6 separate regions of the Mus musculus genome follow, and all the other regions are linked to region 1. The links are chromatin contacts, called in public Hi-C and HiChIP or PLAC-seq maps. All regions are on one chromosome and are shown on one strand. The core of a region is the stretch at or near the end of the contact, and the rest is flanking DNA. Distances in the headings are between cores, read along the strand shown.

Region 1 (4,268 bases), core at 651-3,150:
CCCTTTCTATCTACCTTCCTTTATACATCATTGATAAACTTTAAAAGGGATTTTTAAAGGCTATCTCCAGTGTTTCTTCTTTTATTGAATTTTTCCATTTCTGAGTCCTAGTATTTTCACTGTTTTGCTTTGTTATGCCTTAATGAATCTGCAATATGCCAAGAACTTCTCTCATGAAGCTGATTATATTTTTAAAGAATCTATAGGTACATATTCCTGTTCCTATCTACCTATTGCTGTGAAGAAACACCATGACCATGATAACTCTTATAAAGAAAAACATTTCACTGGGGCTGGCTTACAGCTCAGGGATTTAACCTTTTATTGTCATGGCATGGTAGCATGCAGGCAGACATGGTGCTAGAGAAGTAGCTAAGAGTTCTATTCCAGATTGGCAGCAGCAGAATGAGAATGACACTGGACATAGTTTGATCTTCTGAAATCTCAAATCCCACCCCTAGTTGTTCCTCTAACAAGGCCACACCTGTCCCAACAAGGCTACTCCTTCTAATAGTGCCACACCCTATGGGCCCCATGGGGTTTGTTTTCTTTTAAACCACCACACCATCTATTTTGCAAAGACACACAGAAAGATCTGCTTAAAACCACAGAAATATTAGGAACTAGTGTCATGACTTTCATCCTATGTCCTTGACTTCAGAGCCTACTGTCATTCCCATTCTACCTTTAACAAATTCTGTTGCCAATTGTCAATTCAGTTGATCTTGACAACAATAGTATTCACTCACTGAAATCAAGTACTTCTTAATTGTCTTTGTCTCCCAAGCAGTAAGGACCTATGGGTCATAGTGCATAGACACATTTTAACGGAACTGGTTGGTGGCAGTGCTATAACAATAACTGTAGAAGAATACATATTTTATATCACAATGGAGTACTCATATGTCTACCTGTGCACAAGTGGCCAGCCTATTTGTCAACATCAGATCAAATAAAATAACCCAAACTCTGCATTTTGAATTAAAATGTCTCTATGATATGAATCATTTTTCTTTCCAGATGTGAAAATGGGACAAGGAAAGAAAAGATTTTATTAGACTGGAAAATAAAGAGTTTCTCAGAGCATGAAACTGTATGTATTCTAAAACCTGTCAGAACAAAATCTTTCATATTTCCATGAAAATCTTTATTTTCCTCTTTTTACTTCCAGTACATTGATTTCATTAAAAACAATTAATCCCTCCATGTAAATAATATACATTTGTGTATTAGTATATTAAATCTATAGTTTGTCTGGCATGTAGGGGAGATTTAAGGTGTCATTCCAATTTCTTTGACCATCATTCACCTAAGTAGATGGTGTTTTAGTCTAAATGGTTCTGCTAGATTTGCTTCATAGGCAGTGATGTGATCTCCTCACTGGTTTCTCTTCATGCTCACACCAGGAAACTACGCTGTTCATTTTTATGTGTCTCAGAAGCAACCCTTAGCACCCCTATTATTATCCATCGTCTGCAGTTCATTTCATTTGTATCTTATAGAAAATAATTTGTCAACAGTTACTGAATATTCTTCCACTTTGGAAATATTTTCAAAGTCCTATAAAATTGCATCTAAAAATAAAAATTAAAAACAGAGGTCATTTCTTTCTCTGATCTTTTAAAAGAACTCCGAGAATTATATTCGCTCACTTCAAATCCCTGGATTCATTGCTGTTAATTAGAGGCCTTGCTCTATGAGTAGCAGTAGACTGCTGTTCTGTTCACTGTAGTATGGATTATTTGTCTCTGATTACACAAGTCTTGTTTCGTTAGAACTGGGGTATATGTCCTCCACAAAAAAGAACCATAACATTAGATGTGTCAGAGACAAGTCTGCATAGCCTGCATCGCCTACATCGCCTTTCTCACAAACACTAACTAGACCAGAACCTTCTAAACACAGAATGCAGTGCTGCCATCTGGGGGATAAAACTTTAACAATGCATTTTCTGTCAGCTGAAACAGAGGGCAGGATTCCAGGAGTCAGAAGACTCCAGAAGCAATAGGACTGTTTGTAAGGTGCAGTATGAAAGCCTATACAAGACTGTGGGTCATTTCAACAAATTAACACCCACACACACATACACCCACACACACACGCGCGCGCGTGCACGCATGCACGCACGAACGCACGTACGTACATAGACCTTACTTTCCAAATAGGGTTCTGTCATGATGACAGATCACTTTTCTTTTATTGTTGACTGTTTATTTCCTTTAAGTTAGGATATCAGCTTAAAAAAAATTCCAGCGCACTCCTTTACCATTGAGAGTCATTGTGAAAAGGCAAAATGGACTATCTGATATCTCTACAATCTTCACTGGCAAAGGAGCTGTTAGCAATACAGTAAGGGTCACAAGTCTCTCATTTGGAACAGTATATCTTTCATTTTCTCTGCAAAATCCAGTTTCCATCAATACAACCTAAGTGTTTCCCTTCCTTATAACAGCATTTCACCCAGTCTGGCAGAAGAAAAACAGACATACAAGTGAGTCAACACCAGCATGGGGATGGAGATTCTAATATACACATTCCTTTGGTGGAAGGCAAATAAATAAGACATTACGGTGGAAAAGCAAGTAGAACCAATTGATTTTTGTTCTTTCTTTAGAGTTCAGTGTATTCCTTTAGTCTTTTTTTTTTTTTTTTTTTTTTTTTTTTTACATTTCTTTCACAATGCACAGAAGGAAGTTGGAGAAAGAATAGTCGATAAGTAAATATCACTGTAAGGCATGAAATCCTATTCACATTAATTTGACCTCTGCTTAGTAAAGCAACAAATCACTGTGTTATTTGGGAGATAGAAAGAAGCCAGAGCTTTCCAAAATAATCAATAACATGTGGACAAGTAGTTTTTAGGATGAGTACTTTTCTTTGCTGCTAATTTAATACACTTGCTGTAATGCAAATAATAACATCCCTTTTCTTGTTTAATGCTAGGAATCCAACCCAGATCCTTGAGCTTCTGTGGCCTCTACCACTGAGCTATATCCACAGCCCTTAGTTATTGAAGACTGATAGTATCTTATGTAGATAGGCGAAGCTGGCCTTGAATTTGCTATGTAGCACAGGGTAGGCTTGAACTCAGGTTCGCATGAATCTCTCAATTCTATCTTCTACAGGAGTGCCATCATACCTGGCATCATTCATTTATGGACCTATCTATCACTGTTACAACCTTTTTATTCTAAAAGATTTAATAATTTTATTATATAAGCTAGAATGAAGTCATCGTGACTTGCACTGAAATTTGGAAGTCCCAAATACCCTCTAAAAAAATGGAATCCCCAAGTGCCTTATCCCAAGGTGTAGGAAACAGCCAAGGTTTCTTGGTGTCCATCTAATCAAGTGTTTGTCTCTGACTGGCCAACCTAATACAGAGCACAATGAGGGACCAGAAAGAAACATTAGACAACACAACTATGTAAAAAGAAGAAAAGACAAAAGAGTAGACTGAAGTCATTGGCACTGCCCAAGAGTAAGCCCTTATGTCAAGCAACATGAAGTCTCTTGAATATATAATCGGGAATATAAATCCTTGGCCACAATCCTATGAATGTGTGCCTTGCCTTTCAGTGTGTTTTTATAGGATTCTTATCTCCATGGTCTCAGAAGAAACAGATTTTGAAGAACACTACTCAATTGGAAGCTGCGGAGTGTTGGCAGGCTCTTTCCTGGTGCAAGTTCACAAAGAGTAGGCCATGGAAGACTTGTTGAAGCCTGGCCCACAGTATGTTTAGCAATCCTGTGCCATGACAAACATTTAGTAGGCCCCTGGGTTCTAGTTACATCCATTCTGGCTGCAGACAAATAAAAAGTTCTCAACACTATGTCTCCTTTTAGCCTGGAAACTCTGATCTTTTGTTTACTTTCTTTTTGTGCTCTTTCAATCACCCTCTTGCCCGATTTAATAGTGACTCCCTTAAGGAGAAATAAAACAATTGGCTTCAGTAGAAAGGCAGCATCCGTAATCTAATGTATCCCAGTTGGCTGGCTCCCCTTGTCTGGTAGTCTTAATGGCTTTGTCCAGTCTTATCTCCTCCTAAGACTGTTTCTTGATGTAGAGACTCATTTTATCACTGCCTCGGTTGGGGCACAGAGTCTTTGGTTTCTGTCAGGACTGATTTACTGTGGCCTTGAATTATAAGACTCTCAGTCAATTTGGCTCACAAGCAGAAGAAACAACAGCCTGCCTTGCCAGAACCTCATTCTCTCTCCAGTTCTCCTCTCCAGAGGCTGGATCTGAGTTGACTGCATTTCTTTGG
Region 2 (4,268 bases), core at 783-3,282, 890 kb before region 1:
GCTTTCAGCTTAGTGATAGCAGCATGAAGTAACATGGAGGGACTTCAGTGACAATTAGGGAGTCTGTTCAAGGTGACAGATGAGCCCTGTCTCTAATCATGGCTCTTAGTGGTCTCACCTGCATGGTTATTGCTTTTTCAGTTTTTGACTTTTTTCTCTGAAGTGGAGATCCCCTGTTCTCCTTCATCCCTGCTTAAAGGTTATGCATCTCACTAGTGTGCCTCGAACATGGTCTTAGCCATCCAGCTTGTTGCAGCCGAGTTACACTGGGAACCATGATCGCATCTCTAAGTACATCCAGAATTCAAGATCTCTCAAATTGTTCATTTTGCAGAAACAATTTCGTTTCCATCTGGCTTGCCTAGGGGAGAGTTCACTGGTGGTTTTTTTTTTTTTTTTTTTTTTTTTGTTGTTGTTGTTGTTAAGAAAATTGGAACATCATTAGGGAGTTCAGTGGATCCTTGCATGAACGTGTCATGTCAGTAAATCACGTAAGCAAAGAGAGAGTTGATAACCAAATAAGCGGGACGTAAATTTGAATGCAAGCCGTTCTCCTCAAAGGTAGCTGCTTGCTTCATTTTTGCATGCCTTCCGACTGACAGCTGGAGGGGCCCTGCTGGGATGGCAGGGAGTGTTTCATTATGTAAAGCATAGCACAGATTTCTATGAGAAATGACTACCAAAGACAGTTTTAAAACAGCGTATGTTATGTAATTACGACTTATTTTAAGCCACGACAGCTTTCCTCTTTATTTGTAATGGCATTCTGTTGTCAGCTTTAGCATCACGTCTTAATGAAGGAAAGTTAGTAAGTTTCTAGACCATACGAATGAGAAAATGGACCCATCAATTTCTGGTCAGTTGCATCAGAAGGGATAGCATCATCTTCCCATGCTCTCATTCTTATGTAAGACTCATTTTCTGATTTTTCTTATACAACATCCCACTGAGTGGAGAGCTATCCTATCTTGTACACTTGTAAAAACCCCATAGTGCTCTATGCCTGTGTGTACCAACACCGTGCCTTCGTGTTGTTTGCAGATAGTTATTGAAATGTAGGTCATAAAAGCATTAGCTGTTGTACAACATCATGCCACAGAAAGGATAACATGAGGAGCTTGAAGTAATCCATATTTCCATTGCTTTAATATGCAAATTAGTTTTTTGGCAACTAAAGAGCTGAAGAGAGTATATAGTTTTGAATTACTGCATAAATTTAAAATGGTCTCAAAAATCTTTCAACTAATACAAAGAATTTAAGAAATTCTAGGTAGAATATCAAGAATTAAAAGCTGAAAAGACTGTCCGTTATCGAGAAGAGGCTCCGGGCAATTAGACTCTTTGAATATTTGATAACATGTAGTTAACAGAGGTGACTCACAGACACAGAGAAATACTGTGAGATGCTAAGGGCTAAAAAAGTGTTGTAGGCTTACGTTTATGGGAGAAATTACCAAAAAGATAATGTATGCTAGTGAAATGGGATTTCTATACATATGCAATGGAGATTAAAGGTAGAAAAAGGAGCCAAAGGTTTTGCTTATAGGTGAAGGGGAGGGGAAGGCAGAGAGCAAAGCTTCCTGAAAACTGCTGTTTCAATTACAAATCACAGGCACTCCTCAAGTGTATAAGCATACAATTAGACAGGGGCTGCTGAAGAGGTCCAGTGCTATATAAGTCTGATAAGACCTCAGTTTAAAGTTGGAAAGAGATAACTGACTCTCCAGTGTTGTTCCCATTCTGCTCCCCATACGTCACACAATCCATACACATGCATGTGCATGCGTGCATGCATGCCGCACATGTACACACACACACACACACACACACACACACTATGTTTTAAGAGTTAACAGAATGAAATGGTGCAGAAGCAAACTGGAGCAGCTGCTGCGGAGCTCACTGAGGAAACAGTTTCCTTGGCTGATAAGTTAGATAAATCAAGAAAGGAAAACAGACAGGAGATGAAGTCTGTATTCATAAGAGACAGTGGCTTCACAGAAATTGCAGGCAGCCAGTACTGTGCTTTTGGTGGCAGTCAGCCTGCTGATCAGTGTTGGCTTATCACTTGCTAGCTGTGTGATCTGAGAATATTCTTAGCCTTGTTATCCTTATCAGCAAAATGAAAATGCTAACACTCACACCGAAGGAACACATGCTGTATACACAACAGAACCTGGCGCGTAGTAAGAGCTCAGGAAATGTTTGCCGCTGGTAGTAAGAAGCTATCCTCAAGAAACAATTTCTGTATTACTATTATAGCCATCATCATCTCCGTGAATGGACAGGTCAGGAATTTGTCCTAGGAAATAACTGTCTAAGATAATATGACTATTAAAACCCAGAGCACAGGTTTGCACCACACCAAAGTCCGTGCTTTCTCTTCTTTGTAATAAACGTTTCAGAATGCTCAATTTTCCCCTTTATACTGCATCATATCTAATAATACCCAACACTCACTATATGGTAGAAAGACTACTGTTAGCACAAAGTACCTGAACTTGAAAAAAAAATCATATGTCAGGCTCTCCCTGGTGTAGCCGTTCACAGCTAGATTCTTCATATCGAATATTATACATCACCTGTTAAGCAATTTGTAATTGCTTTCATGCCATCCCGAGTGAACAGGATGCGGCAGTTAAAATTCCAAAATGACCACCTCAAGGTCTTCCATGGACATCTGTAGATGTTAGGTGAAAGTGCTTCTTGGAGGACCTGAGGATGTCCAGACACAAGCTCCCCGTTTCCCGGGACACTCCTGAGGTTGCCTCAGCTAAATTGATTGACTAAATGGAGATTTATTGCATCGCCTTGAATCAGAAGGGATGGCAGAATCTCCCGCTCTGTCCTCATAGAGATTTAATGAGGTCAAATAAGATAAAATAGGTAAGGAAAGTTGTCTGTAATAGAAGGATAAATGAGACAGAGGTATTCAAATCATGAATTGGGAGCTTAGAATCCTGGTTTGCCCTTACATGTTGAGTGACCTTGAAGAGACCTTGTTTCCTCCCTCAGTTTACTACTGGATAAAATGGAGATGATAGCTGTCAATTTCTAATGGTTGTAAGGACTTCATGGGAGAGGATATAGATGTCACTTAGAGCAATCCCTAGGACATGGTAAATGCACATGTGCACTAGTTTTTCATTATTATTTCAATCCAATAACATGTATCCATATGCAGTTGACACCAAGTTAAAACATAATGGCTATCTTTGTACATTCTTAGTCCTTGGTACGTCTCCTAGAACAAAGAAGATCTATTTTCATGAATTTAATTAATGACTGGATAACGGCATCATGTGTATAAAGACTTAACCTGAGTCACTTTTCTCACTAGTTGTTCTTGGACTCCTGAAAGACCATGAGTAGCAAGGAGTGGGGCTTAAGGTGTACCCATGTGGAAATGTGTTTCTCACCTGGCATGGGCCATCTTGAAGGGTTTCCTTACTCCCACAGGGACAATCAGGGCCTTTGCACAAGGTGGGTCTTCTGGAGCTGAAGCCCACTAAACCTTGTGATAAATCACAGTTTGCATTTAAGCCCCCCCCCGCCCCCCCCCCCCCCCATTAGCGCTCTCAGCAGCCCTGAGTTTGGATCCACAGAAGCCTGGCTGCAGTAGTTTAATACATGCTCAATGGGACATGTGGAAATGAAAAATCACAAAATCCCTAGCAAAACATCAAAAGATACCAGCCTAAAATGCAAGGGGGATAGCCAGGCTCCTATTTCAAAGAATGAATTTGGCCTTTGGTTTTATTTATGAGCAATTTTATGAAAGGCATTTGACTGGCAAGGTGAGATCAGAATGAAGAAACTGAAACACCATTATGAGATTATAAGTATAAGTACTATTTAAAAGAGTGTCAAGTACTTAATGCAAGGCATTGGATTACAGTGTGAAAAGGGACATTAATGTGATCTTAAATATAGATGGATTGTTTTAATCAACCAAGAAAGAATTTGTGTATCCTTTAGTATTTGTGTATATTTCGACAACTTCATTTATTGCTTTCTCTATCCTCATTCCTTCTATCTTTTCACAAAGAAAATTCTATAAGCTAGCTCTTCTTAAAAAACACCTGTTATTTTTATCTCCATGGCTATATCATTTCAGAGACCCTTCAACAATCTCCTTACAGAGGCACAGTCTTGAACACCTCCCCACTACCAAAGGGTTGGTCTTTAATCACATAAGTGATGTGCCCTCTGGTTCCTTCTTCACTGTAAGGATAATGCGCCCCCTCCCGCCTTGAGCAGCCTTGTTT
Region 3 (4,268 bases), core at 466-2,965, 730 kb before region 1:
AGGGGGAGGGGGGAGAGAAAGAGGGAGGGAAAGAGAAAAGGAGGGAGGACAAGAGGGAGGGAGGGAAGGAGAGAAAGCACAATTTAAGGAAAGTGAGCAGGGCTACTTTGATTTGTGTTTTCAAAACTACTACCAAGGAGAAAATGACTTCCGAATATTGTGGGGACAGTGTTTTCATTGATTGTCTGGTGTGATTACAGCTAACCCATCAAGGCTGAGTACCAACTGCTGCTGCTGGGACTCAGTGTTCTCTGTAAGAATGATGACAGTTCAGAATACTAAAGGTTTTATTCTTCTGTGCTAACGGAAGATAAAACTTGAGTGTAACAAAGTGATGAGGATGTAAACTAGTGAAAACTGCCACTGGGAAAATTTACTTATGCTTGCCTAAAAGATGGCTCAATAAATTATATACTACAGCACTCTCTCTCTCTCTCTCTCTCTGTCTCTCTCTCTGTCTCTCTCTGTCTCTCTCTCTCTCTCTCTCTCACACACACACAGACAGACACACACACTCCCATTAGTTTTAAAGCATTTTAATCATATTATTTTTTGGGTTATGCTTTATACATGTGTAAGTGATGCTTATTAGTATCATTTCTATGGTAACAATTGCTCCTAGCAACATGAAAAAAACGATCTTAACGGGATCTACTTTTAATGATCAATTTTTGGAATATCATCAGAGAAACGGTTGTACTCCCTATACCTAGCCAGCTATGGTTTTCTTTTAAAATGTAAAATCTTCTCAAAATGATAGTTTCGCAAGTTTGTATGAAGATAAAATAGGGTTTGATGTTTTTGCTAAGAACTCTGCTTCTCATTTGTTGACATCACTAGAACCTAATCTCTTGCCTTAAGATGCATTGGAGGAATAGTGATTTGTCTTCTGCATTGTCTATTTCAGCCTCCTGTAAGCAAAAGTCATCATCTTCCAAGCATTTGGAAGCATGCCCAGATCTCACAAGTAGTTCTTGGACTCATATACATGTCAATTCTACAATAATAGATAGACATCGAAGGAGGCTCTGGCTTGCAAGGAATTAAAAGTAATGACGATCATGTGACTCAAATGACAAATGAAAATCCATATTGAACTGTGGCATTATTTCACTTTTTAACTAATGCCTGCATTTGATTGATAGGAATCTTCTTCACCTGCAAGCAATTTGCCCGATGAAAACATTCTGTTTCATCTATCTTTGTAAGACACTGTTTCCTGGCACGGGAGAGTAATAGAAAGTCATACTGCAGTCTCTCACCATTAGTGCACGTGTATGTTTGTTTCCCTTTTATGTACCCCTGGCCTTATTTCCAGTTTATCTACCATACAGGCCCATATTTATTTATGTCTTTGATCTCCTTCTGAAAACGCACATATTAAGCTAGTCCCAAAAGTAAATGATGTAAAATTTGAATTTGTAGTTCAAAGTCGCAGCTTAACTTTCTCTCTGTAGTCAAGGCGAGATGCTTAAGTGGAAGCAGGGGCCTCTGCTTGCTTTGAATTTAGGCACAGGTGTGCTGTGACAGGAGTAACCTTTGAGGGCCCAGTGCAACATTGGCACACATGGTCTCCACCTTACTCACTCCGCAGTGACTCCGACACTTCCAGAGGAGCTTCTTTTGAGATGCCAGGCCAGGCACCCCATACAAGACGCCTGCACACTGCCAGGAGCCCATGTCTTCATTGGCTCTCAGCAATTCTGCTCACGCCTCACATATGACAGCTACTCAAGCACATTCAAGGGCATTCCCAGAGAAACAATATGCTAATTCTGCATCTCAAGCTGCTGCTAGCTAAAGCGGGTCCTGATGCACTTTGGAAGCACCCTGAAGAAAGCAACCCAAGTCAATGACATACACTGTTTAACCTAATGAATTATGCATCCGGATGCAATGTGCTCTTACAGCCCCATGGTGCTTCTTAGAAAATATGGGCTCAATAAACTACAGAAAAAAATTCTGAGAGCATTAGAAGCAATGAACGCCATACCCAAGGCCAACTTAATTATGTCAAGTTGAGTACTGCCGATTAGAAGCTTGTATTTGTTTTTAAAATTAGACAATATCTAGTCTTCCAAGGCCATGAAAGCATTATGGATGTAGCAAATTTCATTCTTTGCCCTAGTTATCCAACCTTACCCACATTCCGGCAAGGCTAGATGAGTCTAAGTTTTGTTTATTTCAAGCTATGGAATTCGAAGTCAGTTACCTTACCTGTTCCTCTTGTTTTTCAAATGTATTAACCTGTATGTTATATGATATTATCAAATGAAAAGAAAGCAGTTACTTAAACCATCTACTATGTCTTGTCAACAGCTATATGCCATACCTCACCTGCTTAATAGTTCACTTCTGAAATAGCAAAGATGCAAATATGCATGATTGATATATTTCCAAAGGGTCACAATTTTGAAAGAATAAAGAATTCATAGTGTTACCAAGCATTAAAACTTAAAGTTCTTTGTGCCTAAGGAATCAAATAAAGTGTACAGACTAGATTAGGCACCAGTTTATGCATCAAATCTGATCAGATGAAACTGGAGTGGAGAGGTGAGGATGTGGAAGAATAAGTATCATATGGAAGGGTGAAATAAATATTTGTCGTAGAATGAAAACAACATAGAACTTTGATATCTGCAGGGAAACAGATGGTGTACACGTTCATTTCTACAGACAAAAAAAATTGGTTTTGTGTTAACAACACTCAAGACAGAAAGCCAAGGGGGAAAGCTGCCTTATAATTTCCATGCTGAACATTTTGGAATGTCCAAGTGCCTTCACACTGTCTGGCCAGCTCACTCTGATACAGGCAAGCAGGGCTTGGCTTGGAGTACTGACTAGCCAAGAGAAATAACACATGTTGACTCTAATTGTTATTATGATTATTGAAAGGAAGGAAAGAGAGAACCTGATAGAATGCTGGTGACAATGTTAACTATTAATGTCTCCCTATAAATCAATCAGAATATCAAACTGTGAAAGAACTGATGTAGCTAGAATCCAGTACACACCAGTGCACAAAAAGAGCCTGAAAACACAGTTACTAATTCTCATTTCCAAATATGATGATTTAGTAGCTATGTATTAATTTACTCAGCTGGCTCTCTATCTGAAACTCTGCATTTACAACTCAGGTGAACTTGATGCTTGCAATCCGCAGAGGGTGTGTTTGGTGAGCTTGACGCTGTCTCAAACATTTGACTTCATGCAGAGTAAGGACTAATGCTCTTCAGAGAAGCTCATCTTCTGTTACCCTTATAGTTTTATATATATATAGAGAATGCACTCAGGTAAATCTATACCAAAGGGTTTTCTTTTAGAAACATATTATTTATAGACACCAGACTCCAAGAGGAAGAGACTCTAAAAAGAAATATAAGCTGTTTTCATTTGACGAAGATACAGACTTTCTGTAGTCTGTTTTGTAGAATACATAGAATCTGAAGTTGATTAGCAGTCCCTTAGTGAGAGCATGCAGGTTATAAGCTATGATTCCCTGGAATATACTATATGGCTCATGTTTTGAAAGGCTTTGGCTTAGCAACAACTTGGCTGTGTTTGTAGCACTACCAGTGCCTTCCCTGATGCTGTCTCCAGCAGCTGCATGCCCCTCAGGGAAGCTGGGCCAAGAAGAAAGCCATATGCTGCCTCTCAGCTCCTGCTGTGTGTGAAGCCACTGGTTCTCCATTTACTTCTGCATGCTTGTTAAATCAATCAGTGACTTTCTGTAGATTTGTGTCTTTTCCTGTTACTACACCACCCTACCTTAAACACAGAGCAGCATAAACTAACACTATTTTGTGTGTGATTTGATTTGGTAGAGGATTGATATAAACGATGACAGTTCTTCATCCTGTTCCATCGCTAGTTGTTTTGGAGGCTTAATTAAATACCAGGAGTAGGTAAACCAGGAAAGAACAGGAGAACACAGGCAGACAGGGAACACAACTAGCTCATTTACTGAAAAGTCATATTAAAACTATGTCCACACATCATGAGTGCTTTGTGTAGCTCATCACCATCAGAGTATATATTTTTTAAGTGTGCTAGGATAAAAGTAACTGGGAAATTCCATTATCTCCGTAGGTCTAAAAGAACAAGGAGTGCATTCCATGTCTCCAAAAATCATCCTGGAGACTCTATAAAAATGAGAGAGTTGTAAACAGCTATTAAAGCAGGAAAATGAAACAGAATGGAGCGGGGGAGATTTTCATCTATGGCCATTTCCACCTTGGACAGCTCCAGACTGGCACTCCCACAGGTCT
Region 4 (4,268 bases), core at 1,151-3,650, 670 kb before region 1:
GTTCCAACTCATGGTTCAGTGTTGCTGCATAGCTGGTAAGAATCAGCCCTAAGCTTTATTCTCAACTGGGTACATGTTCTCTGGAGGTTGCCTGTGAGGAGACAACTCTTGTTGCCCACACACAGGACATCTCCTAGGGAAGAAAGGAGAGGAGAAACGCACATCATGCAGCAGAGGTCAGAACAGAAAAAGGAAGACCAGAGAGGAAGTCAAAGCTCTGGTTTTATAAACGCCATGGTGCCTTTGGCAATAGAGGAAAGGGTTCATGTGTAGGGTTCAGAAGACAGAGCATATATTGCTTCATGTGCTTTGCCATCTTCCTTAATTTAACTGTACAAACCTTTTGCTTAGTGCCTAATTGAATTTTTAGAAGTCAAAATTAGTTTAGAGATCATAACGTCATTGCTTTTGTGATTTACTTGTGCTGAGAGAGTTATATACTTAGTGCTAAGTTTTCCTTACCATTATATAACACAACAAAGTCTTAATTTCTCCTTCTATCTCCTTTCTTCATCATACATTTATTATTGTATTATTAGTATACACATATTATTATTCATTCCATGCATTTATTATTGCATATGAGTAGATGTATGCCTTGAGTTGGAATATGAAGACAGATATGGCGATCATATCTTAAAGGGCAGAGACGTAATCATGGTAGGAGACAGCAGAAAACAATTGGTACTTAATTATTTCTTATATAGCTTATAGGGCCAGCAGAGAGTGGTTTTAAACACTATCATTATTTTTGTTCAGGCAGCTATTGTCTAAATAAACATAATCCCACTCACTTTTCAAGGGCATAAACATGTATGTTCTGTGCTTGTCTATTTTGACGAAATATGAAATAGACGATTAGTAGAAAAGAAATGAAGCCATTATCACACATGATGCTAACTTAATTTAAAGTCTAGCTCTGGAAGCTAGAGCCTGAGATCCTATTATAAAAAGCATGGTAAAACGCAAGCCGTAAACAACTGTTGAGTGAGGCTGCCTGCAGTCTGAACACCATTCCAATTGCTGAGGTAATGAAAAGTCAGCCATGATTAGAAAGGTAAAAGTGATCACTGTTATCAAGAGAAGTCCGTTAGCCTCTCAGTGCCATAGTTTCCTCATCTATAAAATAAGGTGATGATGGCTCGCACACGGAGTTGTCAGAATTAGACACAGAATATAAAAATTGCTAAGAACAGACTTGGAACGGTAGCCATACAACACACATAGTTAGTGTTGCAATAGCAAGAAGCATTATAATCTAACCATTCATCATTTTGGAAAAAATCACATAAATAAATATTTCTTCTGAGTTGTATGAACCCAGTCAACACTTAAATTCAAGTTATCTTTTCATCGAGGTGTGTTCAAACAAAAAAATAAGAGGAAATGTCTGACTTTGTACTTCCAATGTCTGTCATTGTGGGGGAATATCGAAGAATAAAATGCAGACTTCAAGAGTAAGTGCCACATTGGAAGGTCTGTGAAAAAGGAAAGGAGGAGAGGAAACGGATAGAGAGAAAACCCAGCTCTTTCACAGCAGCAGTGAAGGACAAGTGGGTGATTTTCAGAATATAATAAGCACTCACTACCCTCACCACACAACTTCATGCACAGTGGGGGATTTTCAGTGCTCCTCAGGACCAGATTGTACATGTAAGTTATTTGTAACAGAACATTGAAAAGTCAATGAAGGCAAACCTGGCAGGCAGATGCTGTCAGGAAGCATCGGAATCAATAGGATACTATTAGACTTGTCTTTCCCAAGCAAAACACAGAACCATCTTAGCTGAAAGCATGACAGTACTGTGAAATTCCCCTCTACAGTAACTCACAGGACCTGGAAAGCAGGGCTTAGTGACTCATCCGATACATCAGACGGTGATAATGTGACCTCTCATGGCTATAGTGGTGAGGATCACTCAAGACACACACAGCTTCTAGACGAGATACAAGGTCATACAGACCCATGATGAAGAACAGAAACTAACAAAAGATTACATTTCGTGAGTTCACAGTTTCCCTTATTATCATTCCGTCATCTATTCTTCTGCTGAATAGAATGCAGAAGACGAGTAATCTTTTAAAAAAATGTATGAAAGCAGTTGTTTCTTACTGAGTAGACGTTAGCTTCAAGCCCTGAGCCCTGATGTTCTTGTTACAGCTTTAGCTCTAACCAGCATAGATCAGGCTGGACTCTGTTTTAAGTGACCCCATGCCGCCTAAAACAGTTTATTCATTATTTCAGATTGTATCTTGCCCTGAAGGTCTCCATTTTAAAAATGAGCTTCTTTCTCTGTTTTGAGGTTAGAGAATGACCGACACCTAAGGGGACATGTGGACAGTGCCATCTGTCCAGCTCCGCCCACGGGGCACAGATTGATGAATGACTTATCCCCGGGAGCAAAACAGGTGCCACTTTATGAACTTCCCAGCATGCATTGAGGGAACACATGCCTGTATCGCAATCACATCAGGGAACCTAGCCCATGAATTTAACAGACTCAACAGACCAAAGAAAGGGTAGCATTCTCTTCTGACAGTCCTAGGGTACTTTAACTGGGCATAGCCTCACTGCTGATACAGCCTGCTTAGCTAGAAATCCACCCATAGTCCTGATCTTTCTTGCTGTTATTTACCCTGAAGCCTCATTCTCAGACCTGAGACCTGCTGTGGCCTGATTCAGAGCCACTAAGCTTTTCCAGTGTCCATCGTTCTGTTCAGTTCATCATACCACTAGACTCTTATACATTTGGCTCCTTAGGTCTCCTTGAAGGTCTCTCAAACTCCTTGCTTCTTTAGCCCTTTGGAGTCATCTTCTTATGTACATATATGTATGCACACACACATATATTTGCTTTGTGATATTTAATGTATTGCTTAGGCATTAATGTCAGTAGTTGTAATGACAAGAAAAGGCCCTGTGTTTGCCTTAGGCAGAATGTGTCAGGACAGTGACATTATCTGGCAGATTGGTATCATTTAAACCACTCTATTTTGTGAACTAATTGTTCAATAATTTCTCACATGGTAGAATGACACAGGTGTGTTCATTTGCCATTTTTATATAGTACAGGCACAATACAAACTATGTGCTTAATTAAACTTTTTATAACCATTAAAATGGAAAACCAGCATGGAAATACATCCATGGGGTTGGGGTGACATGTTCTTTACTTTTTATCGCACTTTTAAAGAACTTTTAAGAGTTCTTTACTTTTTTTTTCAGGCTGTAATAAAGCAATCCCCACAGATCGCTGTCCAAGACACGCACTCTCTTGATGCGATTGTCTTATAATCGATTTAAAATGGCCTTCCTGCTGTTCTTCTGCAACGGAAGGCAGGGCGTTGAGGGGACTTGTTGACTAATGGAGTAAGAACCTTGTTCAGCTTTTCCAAGTTTGACAGTTGTTAACTGTTAAAGTCACTTAACCTTTCAAAGTACCAGGTTCATTATTTATATACTTGTTACATTTGCCTTACAGAATAAAGGTAACATTTGGGAAGATACATATATGTGTGTATATTTTATATCCAATGAATTCTAGCTATGAAAATATTATGAAGTACACGAAGAGGGATTGTTTGAATATGAAGGGAGGGATGAGTAAGGGTCATTTTCTTTGTATTGATTTAAGATTTGCCAGTAATCTTGAATAGCATCATACAACGGAATGACAGTAAGTTTTAGCAAAACTAAAACAATAAAAAAATTAAAAAACCTTGAAGGGGATATATTCACATTTCTGTTTTGAATCAACAGTTCCCTTACTATTCTATTTATTTTTAGAGAAATGTCAAATGGGAAGTCTGTTTACCTTTAAAACTCTTCTAAGAAACCATCACTATATAAAAACAGGCAATCAAATTTACATTGGCTAACTCGATCTGAACAGTTAAAATGTGTTATATTTGTGATTCAGAGATCCTAATTATCAAACCAATCTTTTGCTGTTCGCTGATTGCCTATCTTCAATTATTTTTTTTCTGCCATTAATTTTAGAAGTTATGCTATAATGAGGCAGATATCCTGCAAATTATGAATGTATTATACTTCTACATTTTAATCACATTCTTTATAGGAATTGGCAGAAGATTCCACTTTATATGGTGACATTATTAAATTATAGTTTGAATAGATTACCAAAGTGTAATTACATGTTATGGAATATTAAGCCTTAGAAAAAAGACATCCTATTCCTATTCCTGCATGGATAAAACTTGGTACTATACTAAGTGAGATAAGCTCACTACCACAGGGCAAATATGTG
Region 5 (4,268 bases), core at 916-3,415, 620 kb before region 1:
TATCGAAAAGATTAGCTATTTTCCTTGTAGTTTGTAGCACTGCATCTTAGTTATGGTGAATTAGTTCTGAATTACTTTAGAAATGCACTGTGTATAGTTAAACACACTCCGATGCAATTTAATATGATCTCACGGAATCTCAGTAATACTTTCCCCCTTTGTACAAACCTCACTGCTTATACATTTCCAACAGCCCAGCATCTCCGAGTATGAAAAACCCAGTTGTGAAATCCCAGACACCAAGTAAATACAAGCTCTTATTTAACAGTGTGGTGATTGGACTCTTTCTTGACAATATCACATCTTGTTGGAGCTAATGAATTCTGGGTAGGAAAGTTAGCTTGCTTCCACGAGTTCCTGAGGCCTCTCTCCTCACCTGCACTGAATATATGAACTTCTGTCAGTGACTCATTCTTAAATGATCGGTAACATGGTAGACAGAAGTGTTTTGATGGGCCCTGTACTGTACACATCTATGCTTTCCATAACATACAAATTCAAATACTGAGTGTGGGGTTAATTTAATTCTAGTCTCTATTAATCACTTGTATCCTGGCAGGCACAATTTTAATCCAAAGTAAAGGCTCTCTGCCAGGCAGGAGGGATTAAATAAACAAAGATGATACCAATCAGACTTAAGCCTGTCATCAAAAGCCTGGCTGAGTTTTCGGCACGGTGATCCTGGTTTCCATCAGGACCATTAAGTCTCCTACTTTGAGGCAAAATACATATAAAGACATGTCAAAGGTGGATTTTAAAAATAACCACAGTAAAGTGTAACTAGTGACCCACAAAACAATTTCCCCTTGTAGTTGGGGTTGGAGCCCGTGGCAGAACACTGGCCGAGTTGGAAAACAAAAGCAAAGAGCAACCCCCAAAGATACAGCCTCAGGGTGACTCAGAGGGCAAAGTGACCACCAAGCCTGAGGATGTGAGTTTTGCTAAATTGTCCTCAGGCCTTCACATTCCTGTTGTGGCTGGGGTGTACTTCCCCTTCCCTGAAATAAATCAATTAATTAAAAATAAAGTCTTCTTTTCTAAATCCTACCATGATGTGCTCAGTGACTCTTAAGCCAACTTCTAGGGCCAATGTCAGGAAGGAAGACTGGAAAACATTCAGGGGCACCGCAGTGTGCAGGCTCATGTTCTCTAGTCACACCAAGGTAAGGAAAACAGCACATATGTATTCTGAAAGTATATGCTGGACTATTCCGTCAATTCCTTGGCTAGTGGGTAGAACCGGGGATTACAATAAGCCTTATCCAGTCAGTCACTGAGTGATGCCACCTTCGAATATCAATGCAATCAGCTCAGAACCTCTTTTATTATCACACCATTTACTCCACCCACTCCTTGATCAGAAAGGACTAGGACAAAATGGGGAAAAGAAAAAGAATCTTCCAGCACAGACGCTCAAGAAATTTATTAAATTTTCAAGGGGGCTCTCCGTCTAGGTCTGCTTGACTATTAGGAATACTCAGCGTCTGGGTGGGACTGTGTGTCCAATGTATGACTTGCTTCATGTCTAGTCCTTGATTTATGGTTAAGGACAACTTCATGAGGCAGGAAGCATGTGTCATTATCCCAGGTTCGCTGAGCAAGAAACCAGATCCTGAAGGTTAAACGCATCAGTAGAGACCATCAGCCTGGCAAATGGCAAAATCATGATTTGAATAATTTAGTTGAGCTAGCACTACCACCTCCACCCCCTCAAATGTGGAGCTGAGACTCCTCTGCTCTTCAAGATTTTTCTATCCATCTCACTTTTGCTTTGTGGCTTCTTATACTTCCAGCAAAAGCCAGCTGGTGTCTGCACTGGGCTAGCATTTGGGGACCCAGAGCTGACAGGCCATGGTGGATGCTTTCACATCATCTTACAGTCCAGTGCCTGACAGAAAGCCGCAGCAGCAGCATCCTTCCCTGACAGATGTCAGAGAACCACTGCACTGCATTATGCTTTATAATCATTCAAAGATAGAAGAGAAATTAATCTTAGTGAAATTCTAACTTCCACATCTTGCCAAAATTCTTCCTTCATCTGATGTAAATATCTATAAACTATCTGCATGGTTGGCAGTAGTTTCAATATTTTTTAATTCCTGATTGATAGCTCTTTGATTGACTCAATGCCAATCATCAGATTATGAAGAAACAAAGATTATTCCTAGGGTGTTTCTGAGATTCTGTGCCCCTCTTCCCATGTGTCTTTGGAAGAGGTGGGTACAATCGGTTTGATCCTTTTTGGGGCTACAAAAACCTGATGTGGACAAAGACTTGATGTGAACCCATTTGTAAGACTTCAATTCTAAAGCCACGTGGTCTCATTCTTTGATAAGTGTAGATTATAGGTGCTGATGTTACTGTAGACATTAGTGTAGTGAGAATGGGCATGTGTGGCCAGCTCCAGCCACGTAACAATGCTCCTTCTCACCTTCAACAACGCTCCAGCAACAGCGTTCCCAACCGTGGGTCACGGCCCTTTTGTAGGTCAAACAACCCTTTCACAGGGGTCATATAACAGTCATCCTGCAAATCGGATATCTACCAGTCATGATAGTGGCAAAATTACAGTTATAAAGTAACAATGAAATAATTTTATGGTTGGGGATGTCACTACAACATAAAGACATGTATTAAAGGGTCTTAGCATTAGGAAGGTTGAGAAGCAGTGGGCTACAGGGTGAGGGAATGCCTGTTGGATCACAAGGCCTCTGAAAGAGACTCTTCAGCATTCTTTTTGTCTTTCTTCCCATGCACCAGACCTCTTCCTCCTCTATTTATGATTCTAAAATAGAGAAGAGAAATAAGCAGAGGGAGATAGGACTAGACCAGGCAAAGCCTTGGAGCCTACTCTTCTTTCTCCTCCAGTCCTAAGAAGCTCAAGGGAAATGAAACGGCCATGTTCTGCATTGCTATATTAACTCATTTTAACAGACTGGAGTATTATTGCCTTCTCTTAGTTCACAGCAATTCAATGATAAAGTTAAATATAGGCAAAACGGAAATGCTTCTGGCTTGGAAGTAACATGAGTGTTGGCTCTTTGGCTGTCTGACTGACTGTCTGTCTGTCTGTCTGTCTGTCTCTGTCTCAGTTGAACTGCTCTGAATTGATTATAGAATCCTACCAAGTTAAGTATCTGGGTCCTGGGGGAGAAATTGTGTGACTTTGGTAGTGACTGTCAAGAGCTATATATCTGCTCTGAGTATAGCTTTCTTGAGTGATGCTAAACACTATGAGATGAGCCCTTCATCCCCAATGAGAAAATCAAACAGATCTCCTCTTACCTGCAATTTGACCTGGGGTATAGTATTCTACTGCTCTTCCTTAGGAGGACATCCTGAACTTGCTGAAGTCACTTTGGATCACACTTATGCTGTCTTGAGTGTGCAGTTCACTTGTTTCTTCTGATAAAATCATAGAGACTTAATGCAAGGTTAATCTTTGTGCAAGATCAATAAGGGATTCCTGAATATTGTGACCACTCTTGTGTGTAGCCCGTGGAAAGGTTAAGCTGTTTCTCTTTCTTTGTGAGCACTGCGTTTCTGAGGATGGAGTTTTGAGTTATTTGTTCTTGGTCTTTCTGATTTACTGACCTATTTTTCTTGGGTTTTGCTAAACTGGAGTTGAGTAGACAAAGCAGCTAGATGGAGTTGGATGGGACACCATAGGGCATTACAGAATTGTAAACACAGAGAAATCTAAGGCATACTCTACATTGGTGCTGATACACACATTTAACTCTTTTTTAACCTACTTACTTATTCACTTTGTAACCGAATGTCAGCTCTTCCTCTCCTCCCTGTACCCCTCACACAAGTCTTCCCCTGATTTCCCCTTCCCCTTCACTTTTGAGGAACCTAGAAACTTAGCTCTTTATTTTATTTTATATTATTTTATTTTATTTTTTACACATTAAGTATTTTATTAATTAAAAATGATTAAAGAAATCCTATAGACTAGTTGCTATTTTATTTTATTTTTTTAAATTTTATTAGATATTTTCTTTATTTACATTTCAAATGTTGTCTACTTTTCTGGTCCCCCTCTGAAAACCCCCCTCCCCTTACTCCTTACCCCCTCCCCTTGCTCACCAACCCACCCACTCCCACTTCCTGGCCCTGGCATTCCCCTACACTGGGGCATGGAGCCTTCACAGGACCAAGGAGTTAAAGGGATTTACAGCTCCCTAGGAGGAACAACAATATGACCTAACCAGTACCCCCAGAGCTCCCAGGGACTAAACCACCAACCAAAAAGGAAACTTAAC
Region 6 (4,268 bases), core at 1,124-3,623, 570 kb before region 1:
TGCATCCATTGTCAAGGTGATTCCTGGACATGCTGCGTGAATCGTCACACAGAACTGTACCACAGAGAAAACAACATGTGTCGGCCCTGTGGGTGGAAGGGACGCGCCATTTAAAATGTCTAATTACACGTTTCATCTCAGCTAAACATCCTGGAACAGACATGATTTACTGCAGATTAATGCATTCCTTCTCTGGGCCCACAAATGAAGTAGCTAGGAGAAATACATCTATTGTTCAACTCTTCCAAGGAACACACTATGTGCCTGTGCCTTCTGTGGAAATCTACAGCTTTGCCTAAAATGTCAGCATATGTAGAAATATCACTGAGGATTGCTTTTGATGTGTGAGTAAATGTAAATATCAGGATTGATGGAGAACCCCAGCAACACCCAGTGTAGCACAGAAGAAAACCCTGACTCTTCCTCTTCCTTGCATTCTTGGTGTGCTCTCTCTCTCTCTCTCTCTCTCTCTCTCTCTCTCTCTCCCTCCCTCCCTCCCTTCCTTCCTTCCTTCTTTTTTTCTTCTTCTTCTTCTTCTTCTTCTTCTTCTTCTTCTTCTTCTTCTTCTTCTTTCTTCTCTTCTTCTTCTCTTCTTCTTCTTCTTCTTCTTCTTCTTCTTCTTCTTCTTCTTCTTCTTCTTCTTCTTCTTCTTCTTCTTCTTCTTCGTCTTCTTCTTCTTCTCAATCTTTATTTAATGTATGAGTGCTTTGCTTCATATACATCTGCCTTCCTGAAAAGGGCATCAGATCCCATTACAGATGGTTGTGAGCTACCATGTGGTTGCTGGGAATTGAACTCATGACCTCTGGATGAGCAGCCAGTGCTCTTTACCACTGAGCCATCTCTCCAGCCCCTGTGTTCTTTCTTTACTTCCTGAATTTTCTATTAAAAAGTAGAAATCTTTCCACCTGCAAAGTAATATTTGTGTCTGCCAACTTCATTCTTTGCTTTCAATTTCCAAGCTGTATTAAGCTTCATGCTTACTGGATGCCAGACTTCCTTCAAAGTTTGCTTCTGGTGTATCCCGGCTGATATTGTGTTAAGGCAAAATGATGACAACTCTGTTCACACGGGCTACTGTTTTAGCATTTGATGACGATGATACTATCCTGCAACATAGGTCAGGCTCTCTGTATACATATCCCCAGGCTCTAGAAATAATACATTGTTGTGGAAATAGAGAGAGAAACCAATTGCATCTAACCATCCCTTCAGGCTATAAGCAAGGAGAACCATGGGTAACAGAGCATCCTCACCATGCTGTGCTAAAGAGGAACAGTCATGAGAAGACAGAGTCAGGAAGGTATACACACAGCCTCCCCAGCAGCTGTCTGTATCCATTTATACATGAACTCCACTACCAATATTTTATATATGTGTGTGTGTGTGTGTGTGTGTGTGTGTGTGTGTGTGTTTGTGTGTATCTGAAAAGGCTGATGATACAGTGGTGAAGAAAACAGAATACTTTGTTTCCAGGTGTGAAATAAACTAATCATTTATTTAATTATAATCATTAGATGCTGAACATAGAAGTGAAATTTCCATTCTTGTCTTTTAAAGGTCCTTTTTATTTCTTTCTGTAATCCCCATTATACTTGCCTCATAAACAGTTTAAGATGGGCATGGAAATGCCTCATTGATTAAGGTGTTTTAACAAATGACCCATCTCCCCAGCTCATCTTAGGCATAAAGCCCAGGGTTTAGAACCCCAGAATCCACATTAAAACTAGGTAGGCATGGTGACTTCTCAGTATCTCTGACCTCAGAAGGGGGAGGTGAAATTCTGAAAGTAAGATGATTCTTGACTTTAACCTTGGATGTCTGCATCCCAGGCACACGGGTCCATCTGTACACCAAGCTACTGCTATACACACATGAAAGATAGACACACACACACACACACACACACACACACACTAGACAAAGGCAAACAAAATCAATTTAAGAAAACAAAGATTTAAAAAAAAGAAAACAAAAACAAAATCAAATAATCAAAACAACAGTAAACCAGCCCAGGATACAGAATATAATTTCAATGCTCTATGCAGGAAATACCACCAAACCCCCAAATCTCTTTTCATGTCAGAGAAAGAGAAGGACATCTGGAACATCCTTGTTCAGCAATGGCCATTGTAGGAGACCAGAAGCTACAGTGTACATTAAGCTATTGATTTATTCTTGCTCTGTGGGGAGAGAAAAAGTAGAATATATCTGGGCTGTAGAAATAGAGTGACTTTATTGTGTTGAAACATTACAAAAAGGCTGTCTAGGAATATTCTAGAGTGGCCAATAAGTTAACAGTGACAACTGTGATCTTCGGTATAGCCCACTGTACAGTGTTCATCTGAACAGAGGATGAGTCACGGCACCCTGACAACAAATGCTGAATTTGAAGCAAATTGGAGCTGTAATTTATAGTACAATAGAACCCATGACAGAGGCACATGTGGGCCAGGCTCTTTAAATATTCTATAAATAATAGCGGGGAGACGCCCGACTGGCAGCAAGCAGGGCTGGATGATGAATCATCAGGTAGTTTGAGAAAAACCCTGCCTGATTAAATGCTTTGTTTTCAAACCACCTGCATCGGTGTCTGCAGGAACAGGACAGATCAAATTGTTCTCAGTTTTATTTTGTTTTGTTTGTCAAAAAAGCAGACAGACTCATGAATGATAAGTTTTATTACATTACAAAGCTGATGTCTAACTGAAGTCCCATGGGCTCAGTAAGTCTCATTGTTTGCATTTTAGGTAGGATTTTGAGCATGGGTAAGAGGCAGCTAATTCAACGATGGGACTCATGGCTTAGGGTTATATACTGGTGATTTTATTTTGGTCTTCATAGCATGGATAATTCATTTTCCTACCCTTCACTTCGGGAGTCTTTCCTGTTTATCCCACCAACCAGTTACCAGATGCTCTTTCGACTAAACTAATTAGTGGAGTCTCCTTCCAAAGCCAGTGCTTGCTGAGTGTGGTCATTAGAGCAGGCAGAAGGGAGGACACCAGAGACATCTGAGATGACACATGCTCCAGCAAGCCATCCTTTAGCCAAGTCACGGGTGCAGCGTGTCAGCTGCAGCCACACAACAGCAAAACAGTCACTCAAGGGGAACACAAATATCAGGTCATTCATCTTTCTTTTATTTACTACAGTGCTCAATGGTGGGCCAAAGATCAAAGTCTCTGCCCTGACACATAGTGGTTATTAACTGTCCTAATTCTATGTTAAGCAGGCATTATTTATACAGCTACAGAGGAACATCACATAGGACATGATGCACTTAGTACTAGCAGATCCCCTCTGGAACTTTTACATTATGATATCTCAAGTCATTGTTCTGGAAATGTAAATAAAACCACTTATAATTTGACTTGGGTGTAGGTGAGTGTGCCCATCCATGCACAGGAATGAGGTCACAGGCTACAGGCTGTTCTGCTATATCCCCCTCTGCCTTATTTGAGACAGGGTCTCTTAATGTACCTGGAATGAGATTGGCATCCCACAAGGCTCAACTACCCTTTTTTCCACATCACAGGAATTATAGACAAGCCTGTGGCCAATTCACTGGGGTTCCAATCTCAGGTCCTTATCCTTGTGTAGCCAATGCTCAGACCCTCTAAGCCAACAATCAGCCACTCCTTGACTTTTATGTTAGAATGCCACATAATAATATCATTTCCTCTCACATCTGGATTTGTATCAGGTATTTGCCTCATGTATGTTTCTTGCTTCCTAAACTGGTATCCACTACCTGAACATATCATCTTTATGTCTCACCTGCATTTGTTTCCCAGAGTTCAGTAATTAATAACTATCTCATACGTTTTGTTTAAAAATTAAGTGAATGAAGTGATCGGTCCCATAACAGAGCGACATTCAAATAATTAGAGGAGATGATAACTTTGTACCATAAAGCAAAAATTATATGTTGTAAAAGTTTAACTTAAAGCTTGATCGTGAAATAATTTGATGAATGAACCAAGCAAAAAGTTAACTCCTGTAAGAGTCTAGGTTTCAGTACCCAAGGGGAATCAATCATGAGATTACAATGGGATCACCTAAATCCTAAGAGTACAAAGGGATCACTTGATTTCTTAGCCAAGCCATTGAGCTCCACTCTACTACAAAAGCATATGTTTTGATGTCCATGGGCAATGCTATTTTGTACTTAAAATTTAAAACTATAGAACCCCAAAGCTTATTATTCCTTCATAGAGTATCTGCCAGTTGATCCTTTTGCACCTTAATTCAATGGCTACTCCATT

Evidence for each region. Hi-C and Micro-C count contacts between places; a contact is called where the count stands out from the background. HiChIP or PLAC-seq counts read pairs in DNA pulled down with a chosen protein or histone mark.
Region 2: a contact with region 1 is called in a Hi-C map of cortical neurons, with 1.8 times the contacts expected there. The contact joins two enhancer-like sites. A contact is called at or near these places in 1 of 15 datasets of contacts at CTCF or cohesin (pro-B cells) and 3 of 484 Hi-C or Micro-C datasets (cortical neurons and embryonic stem cells).
Region 3: an H3K27ac HiChIP or PLAC-seq map of SST interneurons shows a contact between it and region 1, with 5 times the contacts expected there. The contact joins two enhancer-like sites. A contact is called at or near these places in 1 of 484 Hi-C or Micro-C datasets (frontal cortex) and 1 of 115 datasets of contacts at active chromatin or transcription factors (SST interneurons).
Region 4: a Hi-C map of the N1E-115 cell line shows a contact between it and region 1, with 4 times the contacts expected there. The contact joins two enhancer-like sites. A contact is called at or near these places in 3 of 484 Hi-C or Micro-C datasets (the N1E-115 cell line, cerebral cortex and embryonic fibroblasts).
Region 5: a Hi-C map of the N1E-115 cell line shows a contact between it and region 1, with 2.7 times the contacts expected there. The contact joins two enhancer-like sites. A contact is called at or near these places in 2 of 484 Hi-C or Micro-C datasets (the N1E-115 cell line and cerebellum).
Region 6: a contact with region 1 is called in a Hi-C map of the N1E-115 cell line, with 2.8 times the contacts expected there. The contact joins two enhancer-like sites. A contact is called at or near these places in 3 of 484 Hi-C or Micro-C datasets (the N1E-115 cell line and uterus).

What each region holds. Positions count from the first base shown.
Region 1 is chr10:109,494,436-109,498,703 of GRCm38.p6, forward strand. No RefSeq gene overlaps it. Among named protein-coding and RNA genes, the nearest start is that of Gm40757, 100 kb to the right of the region's middle. Within about 2 kb of position 1,901, at least 13 of the 459 cell types and tissues checked have an H3K27ac peak or open chromatin away from gene starts, as enhancers often do. A contact at or near this core is called in the N1E-115 cell line, SST interneurons and cortical neurons, where this site is marked.
Region 2 is chr10:108,600,184-108,604,451 of GRCm38.p6, forward strand. All of the region lies in intron 8 of Syt1 (synaptotagmin I), which reads right to left. Among named protein-coding and RNA genes, the nearest start is that of Gm5136, 98 kb to the right of the region's middle. Within about 2 kb of position 2,033, at least 19 of the 459 cell types and tissues checked have an H3K27ac peak or open chromatin away from gene starts, as enhancers often do. A contact at or near this core is called in cortical neurons, where this site is marked.
Region 3 is chr10:108,762,161-108,766,428 of GRCm38.p6, forward strand. The region is part of intron 3 of Syt1 (synaptotagmin I); the gene reads right to left. Among named protein-coding and RNA genes, the nearest start is that of Gm5136, 64 kb to the left of the region's middle. Within about 2 kb of position 1,716, at least 8 of the 459 cell types and tissues checked have an H3K27ac peak or open chromatin away from gene starts, as enhancers often do. A contact at or near this core is called in SST interneurons, where this site is marked.
Region 4 is chr10:108,820,086-108,824,353 of GRCm38.p6, forward strand. The region is part of intron 3 of Syt1 (synaptotagmin I); the gene reads right to left. Among named protein-coding and RNA genes, the nearest start is that of Gm5136, 120 kb to the left of the region's middle. Within about 2 kb of position 2,401, at least 3 of the 459 cell types and tissues checked have an H3K27ac peak or open chromatin away from gene starts, as enhancers often do. A contact at or near this core is called in the N1E-115 cell line, where this site is marked.
Region 5 is chr10:108,874,381-108,878,648 of GRCm38.p6, forward strand. All of the region lies in intron 2 of Syt1 (synaptotagmin I), which reads right to left. Among named protein-coding and RNA genes, the nearest start is that of Syt1, 130 kb to the right of the region's middle. Within about 2 kb of position 2,166, at least 1 of the 459 cell types and tissues checked has an H3K27ac peak or open chromatin away from gene starts, as enhancers often do. A contact at or near this core is called in the N1E-115 cell line, where this site is marked.
Region 6 is chr10:108,927,423-108,931,690 of GRCm38.p6, forward strand. The region is part of intron 1 of Syt1 (synaptotagmin I); the gene reads right to left. Among named protein-coding and RNA genes, the nearest start is that of Syt1, 81 kb to the right of the region's middle. Within about 2 kb of position 2,374, at least 21 of the 459 cell types and tissues checked have an H3K27ac peak or open chromatin away from gene starts, as enhancers often do. A contact at or near this core is called in the N1E-115 cell line, where this site is marked.